Regions from separate parts of the Zea mays genome. Here region 1 is linked to region 2. The links are chromatin contacts, called in public Hi-C maps. All regions are on one chromosome and are shown on one strand. Each heading gives the region's core, a stretch centred on a gene start, on an enhancer-like site or on the middle of the called end of the contact. The rest is flanking DNA. Distances are from core to core; before and after follow the strand shown. Region 1 holds the start of LOC100278489. Region 2 holds the start of LOC103636006.

Region 1 (3,640 bases), core at 222-2,721, 180 kb before region 2:
TAGTGCTGCCATGTACTACAATCTACACATTCTTTTTTTTCTCAAATACACACAAGAGCTGCGGATCATTATATTAAAAATTTAAGAAGAAAGAAAAAAAAGGTGAGGAAGAACCCTTACAAACAAAAAGCCATCCCGACTTCTATTTGTATCATGCTTTAGAACTTGATTCCTAAAATAGCAGATGCATTTTTGGAAAGTTTTGTTGTTTATGCTTCTTTTTTTGTATGTTTTATGTCACAGAAGTGCCCCCTGTGCTCAAGTATCTGCATACGCTTGGAATGGTCTACAGAGGCCTGAAGCCGCAGTACCTCGTTGTGAGGCAATACAACCATGGCATGCTCGTCTTCCTCAGAGGAGGAAGCCACATCGCGCTCTCTGGTATTGTGTGTAGAAAGATATCATGATTGTTATTTGCAGACAGAAGATTGGGTAGTGAGAAGCTGAGTTTTCTGTGGGAGATAGTGATGGGGGGGGGGGCTGCGGCTTATCCTGTTGTTGCTACAATAACAAGGTGAAAAAATAGTCACATGCATGTGCATTGCTACGGTTTCTATGTATCACATGGGTAGATTTTGTTTTAACAAAACACAAAAAAAATGTGTGTTATGTTGATTAAGTGGCCGTGAATGTGCATAATTTTACCTTATTTTTACATAGAGGGTGACGCACGACGGATGTAGAATCATGGAAACTGGTGATTTATATAGTAGAGAAATAGCAGCCTCAATGAATGTTGGCTGTACTGAACACACTTGTGTATAGAGATTCCATATTTCCAATCATCATTCCAAACAACACTGAAACTGATTCTAACAAAAGGATTCCATGTACATGTAAACAAGAAATTTTAATTGAACACATTTCTGAGTAATTCATTTCTTGTTGAATCTAATTTAATACCTAGAATCTAATTCCTAGAATGGGTTTCGATCCTAGGGATGCAGACAGGCCCTATAACAGTTTTTAGTTCCAAATGTCCAAATGGTTTGCTTGGCTTGAACAAATTCTTCCAGTGCTATATGAACCCCGATAGCCATAAACAAAATACTACGGTATCCCATCAAACTTTGCATCCTCAAATCGATACGTAACCCAAAACACAAAACCCTAGGTGAGTAGTGCAAGGGTTTTTACCGATTAATGTCCGCGATGTTGGTGGGCGCCCCATCTTGCCTCCCTTTGTTCTTCTTCCCTTTGTTCCTCCTCTTCTTCCTCTTCTTCTTTCCATCCGGTCCGTCCTTCTCCGCCTGCCTAACACCTCCGGCGGATCCTCCAGTTGCAGCGGAGACCTCAGCTGCTCGGGCTTCCTCCGTATCCGAGTCGGCGTCGGCCATCTCAACGTCATCGCCGTCGTAATTTAGGGTTTCCTCGCCTATAGCGGCGTCGCCCAGGGCGCATTCGCTTCCGCCCATACCGAGCCCCACCACTGGATGCGGTCTAGCCTCTCGTTCTCGCGAGGAAGGAAAGGAAAGCAGCGCAAGAGGGGGCGAAAAGAGAGAGGACAGAGCAGCCTAAAAGCCGGCTCAAATTCACAGAATCACAGGTCTTTGGCTACGAATGAAAACAATGGCACGGATACAACTGGATACACCGAATACATGATCATTCTGTATTCTATTGTAATGTATTTCTCTCAGATACATGAACGGATACAGATAGTTAAGATTCGTGACGGATACAGAACAGGACCGGGAAATAATCTGGACGGGTAAGAAACGGATAACAGATACTACTCGAGTAGTTACCGGATAATTGTTGGGTAGTTCGTCCCGATGATATTAATTGTCTAATCATCCAACAAACACATAAATTAATCAATACATAATCATGTATATGATAGATCAAATGTAGGAAAGGAAAGCGATAAAATTGACATCATGCAGTTCAAAGTTACTAATCACAAGGACATTATAGAATCAGCATCACAATATTAAAAATTCATAAAATATTTTAGTTTCACTCAAAAATTGCAAATGAGTTAAAAAACTAATAAACATTTTATACGAAGATAACTCAAGTCTACATATAAAAATGATGAAGTAGAATAATAATTATGTTGAAAATTGGATACTTACAGTGATTTCACATGTAACTCATACAAATAAGTGAAAGTGAAATGGAAGAGGAGCATCTTATAGATCTTATGATCCAAAAGATTTTTATAGTTATATATGGACATATGTTATGCCTCCGTAAAATTCCACGATGTTTTGAGGCTATTTATGTATTATTAATTGTTTGTCATAGAAAATCATCAAAGTACAATTAAATCCATAAAATATTGTAGCGTCAACCAAAAATTGCAAATAGATTACCAATACTGATAAATAGTCTATAAAAAGATAACCTTAAGTTCACAAGTGAAGATAACCTTAAGCCCCCAACCCCATAAAATGATAGTCTATTAATTTGATATAAATTTGGACATTATTTCAATGATTTTGGCTTAAAGATATGTTTAAATAAAAAAAATGATGTACTAAAAAGTTATAGATCTCTTTGAGCTCTACAATTTTCATATAAACTTTATCTTCATCTGATTTCATATGTAAAAGTTATGATTTTATAACTATATTATGCAGAAAACGGGTGTCGTATTCGACCCGAATATCCGGGTATTTACCAAGTAGTTCTCGCTTCGTATCCGACTCGAATCCGAAGTTGTGGTATTCGGGTATTACTCGTATTCGTCCTGAATATAAAATATACCTGAATCTGTATCAGAAAAAACCGAGTATTTACACTATTCATATCTAGTACCCGACGTGTATATCCGACCCGTTTTCACCCCTATCTTTGGCGAGTGAGAGTGGGGGGAGGGGCTCTTGCGAGAGAGAGCGGCATGAGGCGGCGGAGTGTTTAGGAGCCAGCCACAATATAGGAACACAATATAGGAGGGGATTTAATGATTTTAAAATTTTCTTGTTATCTCTACTGCTTATTAAGGCTACAAGGTAGCTTGTCATTTCGTGTTCTGCCACCATTTTCTGTTCTGTCATTTTCATTCCTTGTTCTGACTTTCCCATTCCCCTTCCTGACATTCTCATTTCTTGTTCTACCCTTCCCATTCCTCCCTCCCCGCAAAACTCATTCACATTCCCCCGTATAGCACACGTCTAGCTAAAATTTAAAAACACACATAGCCCCAAGGGGATTCGAACACGTAACCCCTTGTTCTGACTTTCCCATTCCCCCTCCTGACATTCTCATTTCTTGTTCTACCCTTCCCATTCTTCCTTCCCCGCAAAACTCATTCACATTCCCCCGTATAGCCCACGTCTAGCTAAAATTTAAAAACACACATAGCCCCAAGGGGATTCGAACATGTAACCCATCAGGAAAATGCGAGCAGTAGCTACCGCTACACCACATTTATGTTTATGTCTACATCTATGACAGGAAAAATATCTACTATATCTCTCCTCAAGCCCACCTACTACCCTTGCACAATGTGTAGTAGTAGATAAGTATCACTGAGATTCTTGAATTATATTTTTGGAATGATGAGGGAGTAGTATTTAAAGAAGAGTCTTGTGTGCAAATTCTTTTGTTTGAATAATGTTTTCAGCTTAAATTCTTTTTTTGCATGCGTGGCATTTATTCCCCGTAATATTTTTCCATGGATCTGACTTGTGAG
Region 2 (3,215 bases), core at 290-2,789:
GTGGTGACTGAGGACGATTCAACCTGGATTTTTGAGTTGTTCAATGTGGCCCGAGGTTTTGATCTGGTGTGCAAAGAATCGATTTGGGTGGTGAATTTGGACTTTGGTGGGAGAGGTGATTTGGCACGCGACGTGGTGGGCGCACGGGATCTGGAGGAAGGACTGAAGGAGCGTGGGAGGAAAGCGCTCGCCTGTTCGCTCGCACGGGGCTGAGAGCTGTTTTCTTTTTGTCTTAGTGCAACGATTCAACCAGGCGATGGACGGAGCACCCGCTCCCTTATTTCTCTGCCAGCAAGGATTTTTATAACATGGACATGTATATAACATACCTAGTACAATTTATTATACTTTCTCTTATGGAGAGGCCTGCCTCCATAAATTCATTTTAGGAAATTATCTCTATAAACCTATTTTAGAGGACTCACAGTTTTTTTGACGACATACATAAATAGAACTTTCTCAAAAAATACTTAGGGTCTGCTCGTTTTCTCTCCGATCCATATGGATTGGAGTGAATTGGTTGAGTTTCAATCCATAGCAAGTCAAAATCTATACTAATTTTTTCCAATCTGATCCAATTCATTTGATATAGGAATAACCGAACAAGGTCTTAGTTATATTTTAGGCGAAGGTTCAATTTCTTGACCACCTTTAGTAATGATTTCTATTAGCAATTGGACAATATCTGCCAAAAATATTTATGTAGTAGTGTTCTCTTCTTAGATCAGATGAAAATGACTATTTATAGTACAAGGATGCACAGTGTGTGAACTCTCTAATTTTTCCCTCTCTTTTCTTTAGTTTGTCCCGTTAGGACTAGTTCGGTAGACGCATTTTTTTCAAGAAATTTCTATTTTCTTAAAATAAATTAGTTTATACTTTCTAAAAAATTAAAATTCTTTTAAAAATAGAGTTGTCAAACTAGCCCTTAGTATTTTTTTGCAGTTGTAACCTCTTTGTTTACTCGCCCCCTGAATTTTACATCGTACATATCGCGATCCATTCCAATATAGAGCATGATATACGTGTTTTCAGAGAAAGAATTTACGGAAGCGTGGAAGAAGCAATCACTTCAAAGATAGGATGACCCGTTTCCTAATTCCTGACCGCGGTTGCAGCGAATTGTGATATCTAGAAAAGGATGCAATAATCATACATAAGTTTGAGTGAGTTTAGAAGGAATGGTATTATTAAAATATATGAGTCTATGTAGATATATTATATTAATATTTATATTTTATCGTAAATATTAGTATTTTTTATAGATTTAGTTAATTTTTAAAATTATTTAATATTTTAAAAGTGAGAATTATATATTTTTTAGAACGGATGTAATAAATTATATTATGCATCAACATCACCAAAATAATACGCGGTAAGGTTGGAGTACCACACACGTCAGTGCACTGCAGCCTGTAGTGCAGGCAAAGCCGCCTCGGCGACCGAGCGCTTGTTGCTCTAGTCGCGCCCTCTCGTGCGACGCGTGCTGCAGCCTGCAGCAGCTGCTCGCGAGCTATATACGCGCGCCTGTCCATCCCATTAGCCAACACGAAAGCCAATTCTCAGAAGCTACGGAAAAACTGGGACTGACTGACGGAACCGGCCAAGCTCCCCCGCCGCGCAGATAGAAAACAGCCAGGGCGCGGCGACGTACGACGTCGTCCATGTCGGTGGGCAGCAAGTCGAAGTCGCTGCCGGCGCGGCGCGGCAACGAGGGACGTGAGAACGGAGACGGCGCCGTGGCGAGGGAGAAGGGCGACTTGGCCGCGGGCGGCAGCGTCGGTAGCAGGAGCAGGAAGCAGAAGGCGGCGGCGCGGCGGTACGACCGCTCCTCCTCGGGGCTGGAGTTCAGCATCGGGCGTGGGCCTTTGAAGAACGTGGATGCCGGGAGGCTCAAGGGCCAGATCAAGAGGTGGGCGAAGGCCGTCGTGGCCTTCGCGCGCCAGATCAGCTTCGGCTCGCCGAGGTCCGTGCCCACGCCACGCAGCGGCCACGGCCAGGACACGCCGCGATCGGCCCCGTTGCTGGCGTCCAGTTCCTCCAGCCGCCTCGGTGCCGGTGGCGCCAAGGAAGGAGCCTCCGACGTCAGTGCTTGATGTATAAGAATTTCTTCGCCTACGACCTGTACAGGACTACGAGTACGAATTTACAATAGCATTAGATTCTAATTATTGTTTCTTTTTTTTCATTTTTCTTCGCAAACAAAAGAGTCTGTTTCGTTCTCGCCTAGATGCAGAGTACAAATGCACGCTACGACAGTACGACGTAGCATGAGGGTTTGTTTTATTCTTTCTTTTTTTCCTTTTCGGAAAACAAAAAAAATGTTTACTCTTCTCCTAGATAAAGACTCTAGACTCAAGGCTATCTCACCGTAGAACAAGAGTTTGATCTGTCTTTTTTTTTTCAATTTCCTTAAAAATAATAATGTGATTTGTTAGTTATAATATATGTCGATGCCGATTTAGTAGATGTTTGGTTTCTAGGGACTAATGTTTAGTTCCTTCATTTTATTCCATTTTAGTCTATAATATGTAAATATAGAAACTATATTTAGTAATTTTGGACTAAAATGGAATAAAATGTAGGGACTAAAATTAGCCCCTACAAACCAAACACCCCCTTAGGTGACAGCATATTAGTAAGTCCTCAAATGCCTCATGTCGATGCATGACCTTAAATGCAGCGAACAACGTAGTGGACCGATAAAAAAGGGAGTGATTGGTTGCTCCTGCTAAAGTTTAGCCCAGGTCACATCAAGCGTTTGACTTTTAAATAGGAGTATGAAATATAGACCCAACCAACTGGACTAGATTCGTCTCGTCTTTTAATCTTCGGCTGACAAATTAGTTTTATAATCCGACTACATTTAATATCCGGAACGGAGGTTCAAACATTCGATGGGACATGGGCTAAATTTTAGCGGGGTGTAACCAAACACCCCAAAATCGATGGAGAGAAGACTTGTCGGGTAGGTTGTTTTAGGATCGGCAAGGGAAGCTAAAAGTAGTGGACACTATTGAATCTCACCGAGAGATGTGTGAACAGTAATATAGAGAGGGGAGGCTAAAAGTACAGTAGATTGATTTTTGATAAATGAAAGTCGAGATACCCGATTGAGAGTGATTCTCTCATATATATGGGGATGGTCTTATTCTAATAGAAACAACCCCAAAAATTATTTTGCAAGTTTGTCATGTTAAAATTTGATTTGGAAA

What was found. Hi-C and Micro-C count contacts between places; a contact is called where the count stands out from the background.
Region 1: a contact with region 2 is called in a Hi-C map of leaf, with 3 times the contacts expected there. The contact joins the promoter of LOC100278489 here to the promoter of LOC103636006 in region 2. A contact is called at or near these places in 2 of 25 Hi-C or Micro-C datasets (ear and leaf).

Annotation. Positions count from the first base shown.
Region 1 is chr8:141,156,227-141,159,866 of Zm-B73-REFERENCE-NAM-5.0, reverse strand. It overlaps LOC100278489, which reads right to left and starts at 1,471. Exons shown (of 4, transcript NM_001151751.2): 1 at 1,138-1,471. The coding sequence starts at 1,415.
Region 2 is chr8:140,981,467-140,984,681 of Zm-B73-REFERENCE-NAM-5.0, reverse strand. LOC103636006 reads left to right here and starts at 1,539. Exons shown (of 1, transcript NM_001365031.1): 1 at 1,539-2,337. The coding sequence starts at 1,665. The coding sequence ends at 2,096.